Regions from separate parts of the Bos taurus genome. Here region 2 is linked to region 1. A link is a contact called in public Hi-C data. All regions are on one chromosome and are shown on one strand. The core of a region is the stretch at or near the end of the contact, and the rest is flanking DNA. Distances in the headings are between cores, read along the strand shown.

The links. Hi-C and Micro-C count contacts between places; a contact is called where the count stands out from the background.
Region 2: a contact with region 1 is called in a Hi-C map of liver, with 2.5 times the contacts expected there. The contact joins two enhancer-like sites. A contact is called at or near these places in 5 of 11 Hi-C or Micro-C datasets (blastocyst, blood, liver and 2 more).

Annotation. Positions count from the first base shown.
Region 1 is chr21:20,565,261-20,570,054 of ARS-UCD2.0, forward strand. No RefSeq gene overlaps it. Among named protein-coding and RNA genes, the nearest start is that of ABHD2, 8.5 kb to the right of the region's middle. Within about 2 kb of position 2,166, at least 6 of the 102 cell types and tissues checked have an H3K27ac peak or open chromatin away from gene starts, as enhancers often do. A contact at or near this core is called in liver, where this site is marked.
Region 2 is chr21:20,664,972-20,669,765 of ARS-UCD2.0, forward strand. ABHD2 (abhydrolase domain containing 2, acylglycerol lipase) reads left to right here. Exons shown (of 11, transcript NM_001015549.1): 6 at 99-282. Among named protein-coding and RNA genes, the nearest start is that of RLBP1, 43 kb to the right of the region's middle. Within about 2 kb of position 2,355, at least 16 of the 102 cell types and tissues checked have an H3K27ac peak or open chromatin away from gene starts, as enhancers often do. A contact at or near this core is called in liver, where this site is marked.

The sequences.
Region 1 (4,794 bases), core at 916-3,415:
AGTATATGGGAGAGAAAAACAGAAGGCTGAGGACAGAACCAGGGCTGAAGAGTCAGACACGGGAAGAAGAGTCCACAATACACACCAAGAGGGAATGTAGGGAAAACAGGGCTGCCTACCACCAGAGTCCCAGGCTACCAAGAAGTCGAGAAAGGGTGTCTGAAAGCTGACTGCAAAACGTGGCAGTGAGTGGGGGTGATAGTGACCTTGTCAGAGCCCGTCCAGTGGAGCAGCAGGGGCAGAGCTAGGACTACAGCAGTGGGCACTGCGAGACCACCCCCTCCTCCCTTGACCTCTGTGACCACGCACCTGCTCTCTCCTCTCTCTCTCTCAATGGAAATACAAACTTAAAAATAAGAAGCCATGGGAATCAATTTCTTTGCCAGGACATTGAATGTTAGTTTTCTTCTTCTTCTTCTTTTTTTAAAGCTTCTTATCTAAAAAATGTTCAGGGACTTCCCTAGTGGTCCAGTGGCTAAGACTCCATGTTCCCAATGCAGGTCGCCTAGGTTCGATCCCCGGGATGCACATGTACCCACTGCTTGCTATATTTAAAATGGGTCACCAACAAGGACCTCCTGTACAGCACAGGGAACTCTGCTCAATGTTATGGCAGCCTGGATGGGAGGGGAGTTTGGGGGAGAATGGGTATATGTATATGTATGGCTGAGTCCCTTCACTGTTCACCTGGAACAATCACAGCATTGTTAACTGGAAATACACCAATACAAAATAATAAGTTTAAAAAAGACAGAGAGACAGGGTTAACATGATCAAGGCGACATGCATGTGCCTGGAGTTTAGGATACCTGGGGTGTGACTTGCGCTGAACTAGGATAACCAAATCCTCAGGCAGAGAAGATGAAGCCATCTACTTCGATGAAATAGTAACCAGCCTCTGTCGTGTCACTGGCCCATTCTATCTCTTCACCTTCTCTCCTATTGATTTTCCACTTGGACTCTGCTCTGGACAAGTCAAATTGCATTCTTCCACTTAGAGGCCTCTGTCCCCATGTCCTCCCCCCTCCCCGGGTGCCATGCCACCCTCACCCTGACCTCAGCCCATAGACCTTCAAGCACCAGTTCGTATCTCTAAGAATCAAAATCAGAAGAAATTGTTCCCTCTGTGGAATAATTGCTCATGATATTGATTACACTTTATCACTTACTACTCAGTCCTTTTTAGTGAGCTCTCCAAGTATTTCCCTTTGGCCTACACAGGACTTGGCTTTCTGGTTCTCTCTCTGTAATACTAAATGTCTTGCTCGGTAAAAATATTTGCTCTGTTATTAAATCCAATATATGGTGAAACAATATAGGGATCTCTGGCAGGATGTAAACAGCTTAAAAATAGCTCAAGAACATGAAATTATGCAGGAAAGGCTTGTAAAGCACTTACTTAATGCACAAGTTTTACTGACTCCTTTGGAGTTAGCAGCATGAACAACTCAATTTTTATTACTGTAATTAAGGATGACGTCAAGAAAAGGAATGCACGGTGACTAAGAAGTCATCTCTGGCCAATCACCTGTATTAATCACTCTGATTATGTATCTGATTATAATGCTGAAACAGCTTTTCATCTGTGTGTGTGTGTGTGTGTGTGTGTGTGTGTGTATTACATAAACATTTACAGCCCTGGGTCCTACGTATGTAAGTACAAGTGTCACCACACTATTTATCATTCAAATTGAGACCATTTGAGAGTGAACAGGGGCCACGGTTGCAGTGAAAAGGAAAAAAGGGGGAATGAGTTTTTCTTTCTTTTCTTTTCCTTTCTGAGAACAAAGAAGATAAAGAGAACAGTGAGCAGGCTTGATCATTCCTGGTTTTCACTTTAACTATTCCTAATCTGTGGTTTGTAACTAAGTTTGCTTTTCTCAAAACTAACCTGACACTATGTAATTTACATCCTGCATTTAACTCAGCATAACTTACATTCTGCATCTATCATCCTTTAACTCTGTGCTAATTGCATCCTGTACCTGGTGCTCACCTTTACCTGGGACCACCTCTTGTAGTTTTTTATCTTTTTGCACTTTTAGCCAGAAAGCCACAGTACAAAAATCCAGAGACAAACAGACCCAATTACCAGGCTACACTGGACTGCCAGACTCAATTCCTGGGCTACCTGATGCCAGATAGGAGTTTTGAAACAAAGCAAGAAAAAAAAAAAAGAATGCAAACCTTCATTACTTTGAGCCTTATCATTTATCTAAAGACCAGAGACCCAGACTATGGAAAGTCCCTCGGTTCCCTTGGGGCAGGGAGCACAGTTCTTGAGACCCTAGCCTGCTGCGTACTCCTCTCCACTGGCTGAGAATTAAGGCCACCTTTCTTTTTCCTCCAAACTCTGTCTCTGTAATTTTTAAATTTGGCTTCAGTGGGCAGAGAAAGCCAAGATTTGGGGGATAACAACACTGTTAAAATTCTACTGGGGCAGCAGGCGTAAAACCAAGACTGTCCTGGACATAAAAGCACCCTGTGATGTGACCACAGACAACTTCACAAGTAAGTTTAAGGAAGCAGCCCAAGTCACAGACAGGGATCTTGTTCAGCCAGCCAGCAGGAAGCTTTACTGATAACAGAAGAGGCTAAACCGTTGAATTTCACCATAGTTTGTCCTCATGGAACTATTGAGTATGGCAACTTAGATCTTCTAAACAAACTTCATCTGTGTTATCAATCAGAAGCTAGCCAGGAGGCCTGGCCCTGGGGCTTTCTAAACACATTGCCCAGACTTTACACAGAGGCAGCACTGGGTATGACAATAAAGTGACAGTGTTGGAGTCCTTAGAGCCTGAGCTATCTCAGGCCTTGAGGCGGAATCTCATGGACACCCAGGTTGCAGCCACAGCTTTCACCTTTCCCTCAGAGGGGTTATGCTGATGAGGTCTAGTCTCAAAAATCTTAACTCATGGTGGGGATGTAAACTGGTGCAACCACTATGGAAATCAGTATCGAAATTCCTCAAAAAACTAAAGATAGAACTACCGTATGATCCAGCAAGGGCTTCCCTGGTGGCTCAGCAGTAAAGAATCCGCCTGGCAATGCAGGAGACATGGGTTCCATCCCTGGGTCAGGAAGATCTCCTCGAGAAGAAAATGGCAACCCATTACAGTATTCTTCCCTGGAGAAACCCATGGACAGAGGAGCCTGGTGGGCTACAGTCCATGGGATCACAACAGTTGGACAAAACTTAGCGACTAAACAGCAGCAACAACAATGATCCAGCAATCACACTCCTGGGCATATATCCAAAGTGAAAGAAAGTGAAGTCACTCAGTCGTGTCTGACTCTTTTCGACCTCATGGACTGTAGCCTACCAGGCTTCTCCATGCATGGAATTTTCCAGGCAAGAGTACTGGAGTGGATTGCCATATCCTTCTCCAAGGGATTTTCCTGACCCAGGGATTGAACCGGGTCTCCTGCATCGCAGGCAGACGCTTTACCATCTAAGTCACCAGGGCATATATCCAAATGAAACTATAATTTGAAAAGATAGATGCACCTCTATGTTCATAGCAGCCCAATAGCCAAGACATAGTTCACAACAGCCCAGACATGGAAACAACCTAAATATCATCAACAGAGAAATGGATAAAGAAGGTGGGGCACATACATACGGAATATCACTCAGCCATGAAAAGAATGAAACAATGCCAGCAACATGGATGAACCTGGAGATTATCATACCAAGCGAAGTAGGTCAGAACGAGAGGGACAGATAGATATCACTTATATGTGCATTCTAAAATATGCCACAAATGAACTTATTTACAAAACAGAAGCAGACTCATAGACAAGAGAACAGACTTGTGGTTGCTAAGGGGGAGGAGGGGAGGAGAAGGTTGGGTTAGGAGTTTGGGATTAGCAGATATAAACTATTATATATAGAATGAATAAACAATAAGGTCCTATTGAGTAGCATGGGGAACTATTTTAGATATCCTGTGATAGGGCTTCCCTGGAGGTCCAGTGGTGAAGAATCTGTCTTGCAATGCAAGGGACACTGGTTCAATCCCTGGTCTTGGAAGATCCCAAATGCCGTGGAGCAGCTAAGCCCATCCAACACAGCTACTGAGCCAGCATTCTAGAGCCCTCGAGCCACAACTAGTGAGCCCACGAGCTGCAGCTACTGACGCCTGTGTGCCTAGAGCCTTCGCTCTGAAATAAGAGGAGCCACTGCAACGAGAAGCCTGCACGCCACAACCGAGAGTAGCTCCTGCTTGCCGTGACTAGCGAAGGACTTCATGCAGCAACAAAGACCCACCACAGCCAAAATAAGTAAATACATAAATCTTTAAAAAAATATCCTGTGATAAACCATAGTGGAAAGAAAGATGAAAACCCCCCTTAACTCAGTCCTCCGAACCTTCTCTGGTAAGGAGAGTCTGAAGGAAAACCTTCTCTTACCATGTGGCAGGTGGTAGATAAAATTAGCAAAAAAAAAAAACCACCCTGCATGTGTTAGGGTGATGGGTAAATGAGAATTTTCTGTACTTTCTGTCCAATTTTGCTGTGAATCCAAAACTATTTTTTATTTTAATTTTATTTATTTGGCTGCACCAGGTCTTAGTTGCAGCATGTGAGATCTTGTTCCCTGACCAGGGATTGAACTTGGGTCTCCTGCATTGGGAGCTCAGAGTCTTAGCCACTGGACCACGAGAGAAGTCCCCAAAACTATTTTTTAAAATAAAGTCTATTCAGGGACTTCCTTTGTGGTCCAGTGGCTAAGATTTGACCTTCCTACTCAGGGAGTGTGGGTTCAATTCCTGGTCAGTGAGCTGGGAC
Region 2 (4,794 bases), core at 1,105-3,604, 100 kb after region 1:
ATGCCTTGGCACCCACTTAAGTAACCCTCCCAGCTCACATTTTCTCCAAACTTTGTTGCATCTGAAATGACCAAGTTCTCTTACCTCTCTGTCCACAGGCTGCACCTGGGAATTTGGAGCCATGGTAAACTACATCAAGAAGACATATCCCCTGACCCAGCTGGTGGTCGTGGGCTTCAGCTTGGGCGGTAACATCGTGTGTAAATACTTGGGGGAGACCCAGGCCAACCAAGAAAAGGTTCTGTGCTGCGTCAGCGTGTGCCAGGGCTACAGCGCACTGAGGTGAGTGATCCTGGCCACGTGCTCCCACTTCCTGCTGCCACTGGTCCTCCAGTTAGCTTTCATTTATTGAGATGTCCCCAGCACACCAGACACTGGCCCGTGAAGACCTGGGGAAATGCTAGGGCAGACTAAGCAGAAGTGTCTGGGTCTTGATTTTACCTTGCTTTGCTTCCACATCATATACTGGAGTGGTCCTGTCAGACCCCTTCAACCTGGGATATGCAGCTGTATTTTGGGGGTCAGATCTGTAATGGAGTAAGCCAAAGCCCCGCCCCTTTAATAGCTGCTGTTTCCCTTTGGAGTCTCTGAGATTACTTAAATTCTTCATGCTCCAGGAGTTTTGTAGAACTGTGGGTTTATGAAAACACAGGAGACTTGGCAAAGCAGGGTCTGAGAGCTGGACCACCGTATGACCCCAACCCCTCCTACCTGCCAAAGAGTTGAGTCTCGGATGGCATCTGAAGGGATCTGTAGAAACTGTTTAATCTGTGCCCTCACCGTCAAATAGTCATCTCTCTCAGCATCCCAAGATCACACATAAGAGACGACCTTCTGGGTAGAGGTTTACCTCCCGGCTAGCCCCCCGACAACAGAAACCTGCAGGATGAGTCCTAGGGGGACACTTGTCTGCTCTGACCTCCCTGCCCAGATCAGTGTTGTCCTCGACCACTCCAGAGTCACCACGCACACACATTCACACATATACACACACACCCATACACACCCATACACATACACACTCACAAACATGCACGTTCATATATATACACCTATACACGTACACACATACACACACACACATACACCCATACACATACACACTCACACACACACACACCCCCATACACATACACACATACACATTCATGTACACACACCCATACACATACACACTCACAAACATGCACATTCATATATACATACCCATACACGTACACATATACGCACTCATACACACTCACACACAAACACACTCATATACACACACATCTCTTCAGATTCTTTAAATGCATTCATATTTTTTCCTGTACTCACTCCTTGTGATAATGTCTTTTTGTGTTATAAATGGTTAATGAAGAAATCTAAAATCACACACACAAAAAATAAAAAACAAACTCCCTGCCCTGATTGATCCAGTCTAATACCACAGTCCTTGTAGACAATCCTTACTTTCTGCCTCACCTGTATGTCTTGGTGTCGTTTAAACCTATTTTGTCATTTCTAATGGATAAGGGGCTATGTTATTTCTAAAAATATCTATTACTGGAATTTGAAATCAACAAATCCAAAGGGCAAATGCAGGCTCAGAATTCAGCCTCTGCCCAAGCCTTAAAGCTTGGCCAAAATGGGGAGTTTAAATGTACCCCAAAATAGACAGGAAATACTTCCCTGCTGGAGCCTTTCCTGAGTTCCAGGGCTGAAGCCTGGGTCCCAGTTGTTCTCACCTGCAGTACGGGGGTGACAATAATTGGAAACTACCCTGTGACGCCATGGTGAGGGTCAAATGAGTTCATGAGAATGAACTACTTGGAACAGTGCCAGGCACGTAGAAAGTTGTCAGTAACTACCAATTATCATCATTATGCATTGTCAAATGAGAAGTGGGCTACATCAGTGGATCGTAGCATCACAAAGACCAATCTAGAGAACTAGTGACTGCCACACTTAGTTAAGAATCACTTGGAGGATCATGATAAAAATAAATTCATTTTCTCGGGCCCCAGCCCCGGAGATCCTGATTTGTGAGTCTGGGGCATGGGGCCAGGAATCTGCTTTTGGACGCATTTCACAGGTGACTCCTGAGGTGTTAGCCGTGTTTAGCAGTCACTGGGCCCAGGGACCTCAAGGGTCTCTCCAGCTCTAGTGTTGCAGGCTAGGTTATTCTCCTCATTCTCCTGTTGGGAATCCTCCCCTTCAATTCCCCTCTACACTCTGGTTTGAATCAGAACACGTTCCTTTGTGTTGACTTGGCTAGAAATACTCAACTCCTGATTCTCAGCCATGATGTAACCAGAGTTACCCAAAGCCCCATCCTTGCCAGTACCTGGGATCTTAGAGCAAAGAGCAGAGGGCACGCCCCAGGATCCCGGGTAAATCAACTCTTGTCTGATTAGCGGTCCAGTTTTTTGGCCAGGCTTCTAGTGTCTGTAAAAATCAGAGTCCCTTCCTAAACCAAGCGCTGTCAAGTGACTAGAACACTGACTTCGTGTTCAGAGAGCACTGGGTTTGACAGGAACGAGAATGTAGGACAAGTTTGTTTTCCCTGTTTTTTAACGCGGAGAATCGTCAATTAACAGCCTTGTTTAATTTTGCTGCAACAGCGCCATCTGCTGTTGGCCAAGCCCATGACTTGCACAATTGAGGATCCCAGGTATGGGTTTAAGCTAGGAAGCTAACCAACATCTGTGAGGTGCTCTATGCACTTTGCAGACGTGGTCCACACCACTTCTCTTTGAGGCCTCAGAGATCTTTATATTCATAATCATTGTCACATCAGTTGTCTGCAAATAGAAGAGAAACAGGCAACTTTATCCTCTGGAGCAAAGAGATCCAGGCTAAGATCCTACACCCTACGCACAGGAAAACTGGAGGCAGATCAGAGACACGGTCGTCTTATGTGTGCTGGGGCCGCTCACGGCTCAGGTCCCCTCAACGTTTCAATGAGATCTACTCGCCAGGAGACAGTGCCTTACTTTCAACCAGTGTAACCTTTTTTTTCCTGCCGAGGCTTGAGGGCAGTGAGCCTTTTCCGCACTGGAATGATGGCAGCCATGCTTCCTTTACACGGAGGTGAAGCGGGGAGGGCCCATCTGCCGCTGCAGGGGCCACACAGGAGTTCATGCTTCTGGTAAATCCCTCCCCTAGTTGAGTCTCCAGAACCGCTGGTCAGTGATCCGTCCTCTCCCTCTGGCTTCTCATCCCGTAACGCACCTCCCCACTAGCCACAGCCAGTTCTAGGCTCAGAAGCCAGCCCCCGCTTGCTGTAGTTAGCAGAGTCTAGCTGCTGCTAAACTAGCTCACGCTTGATGAGGTGCTGAACCAGCAAAGGAGGGTGACAGATGTCCCCAGACTACACTGTATCCAGCAGACTTAACTCGTTCCCTCAGCACAAACAGCTGCCAACTAGCCCTGGAAATGTGTGTGTTCAGACTCAGCCTAAATCTCTAGTTTAATTAATCATTTAATGGTGTTAAGAAGACATGCTGCGTGCTCTGTCATTCAGTCATGTCCGACTCTTTGCGACTCCATGGACTGTAGCCCGCCAAGTTCCTCTGTCCATGGGATTTTCCAGGCAAGGATACTGGATTAGGTTGCCATTTCCTTCTCCAGGGGATATTCCTGACCCTGGGATCGAACCCACGTCTCTTATGTCTCCTGCATTGGCAGGCAGATTCTTTACCACTGAGCCACCTGGGAAACCCCTGATTAGAAATTGGGGCATCTTGAAAGAACTTTATTGGTTGAGATAGGTAGATATATGGATGGGTAAAGCACTTCTTACCTGAGCCATCTGCTTCCCAGGCTGACATTCTATTTATCCTCATGAGATGTATGCCCTGGAGCCTGCCCATCCCCCAGACCTCTTCAGCTGAGGCCAGAATTCAGACCCATTCTTAACATCACCGGTTGGCCAGCTCTCCACTCACTACATGCACCCCTGTCTGCCGAATTTCACCTGCTAGCAGAAGCAATGAAAACACCACCAAGGCTCCCAGGGCGACCTCTGTCAGGCCTGAGATGGAACATACCTCACCCATAGAACAGTCTTGGTGTGAACATTGCTTCTCTAATTCAACCTCCTAATTTGACAGATAAGGACACTGAGGCTTGGAGAGGTGAAGTGGCTTCCACAGAGTTTGGTGAACCACCCAGTGGGGTCAGATGGGCCATAGTTCCAAGTCTCTGTGCTAACTCATGCCCCCCGGGAGGCCTGGACATCTTGTTAGACCATCCCATCACCAGCCCCATTCCCTGGAGCCTGGTTCTGCCTCCTCCCTTCTCTCACTGCAGAAACATGGCATATAAATTGGAGCTTGGCTTCAGTGGGAGCTGCAGTTCCCAGTGAGGTTCTTGTTGGGCTGTGTGTACAGTGGTTCCAGACCACTGCTGATCTTTCCTCAACCCTAAGATATAGTTGATGAGTTTCATGGTTAATGGTTAAAACTGACTTTAATCTTCAGCTCTCCTCCTCAGGGTAGATAATTTTCAGGAGGTCACAATCCAGAAGATTTTCTATTTTCTGTCTTCTTCTCTTTCTCCTTCTTCATTATTATGGAAAATTTTAGATACATACAAAATAAAAGCAATGGGGTATTGGACCCCTGTATATCCACTACCAGCTTCAAACGTGCTTAACTTTTGGCTACTCTTATTTCCTCTGCACCTCATTCACACATCACTCCCCTATAAGATGGATTATTTTGAAGCAAATCCCAGACGTTATGTCATATCATTTGTAAATATTTCATTTGGTAGCACTAAAAAGACTCTAAGAACTTTTTATTTTTAATT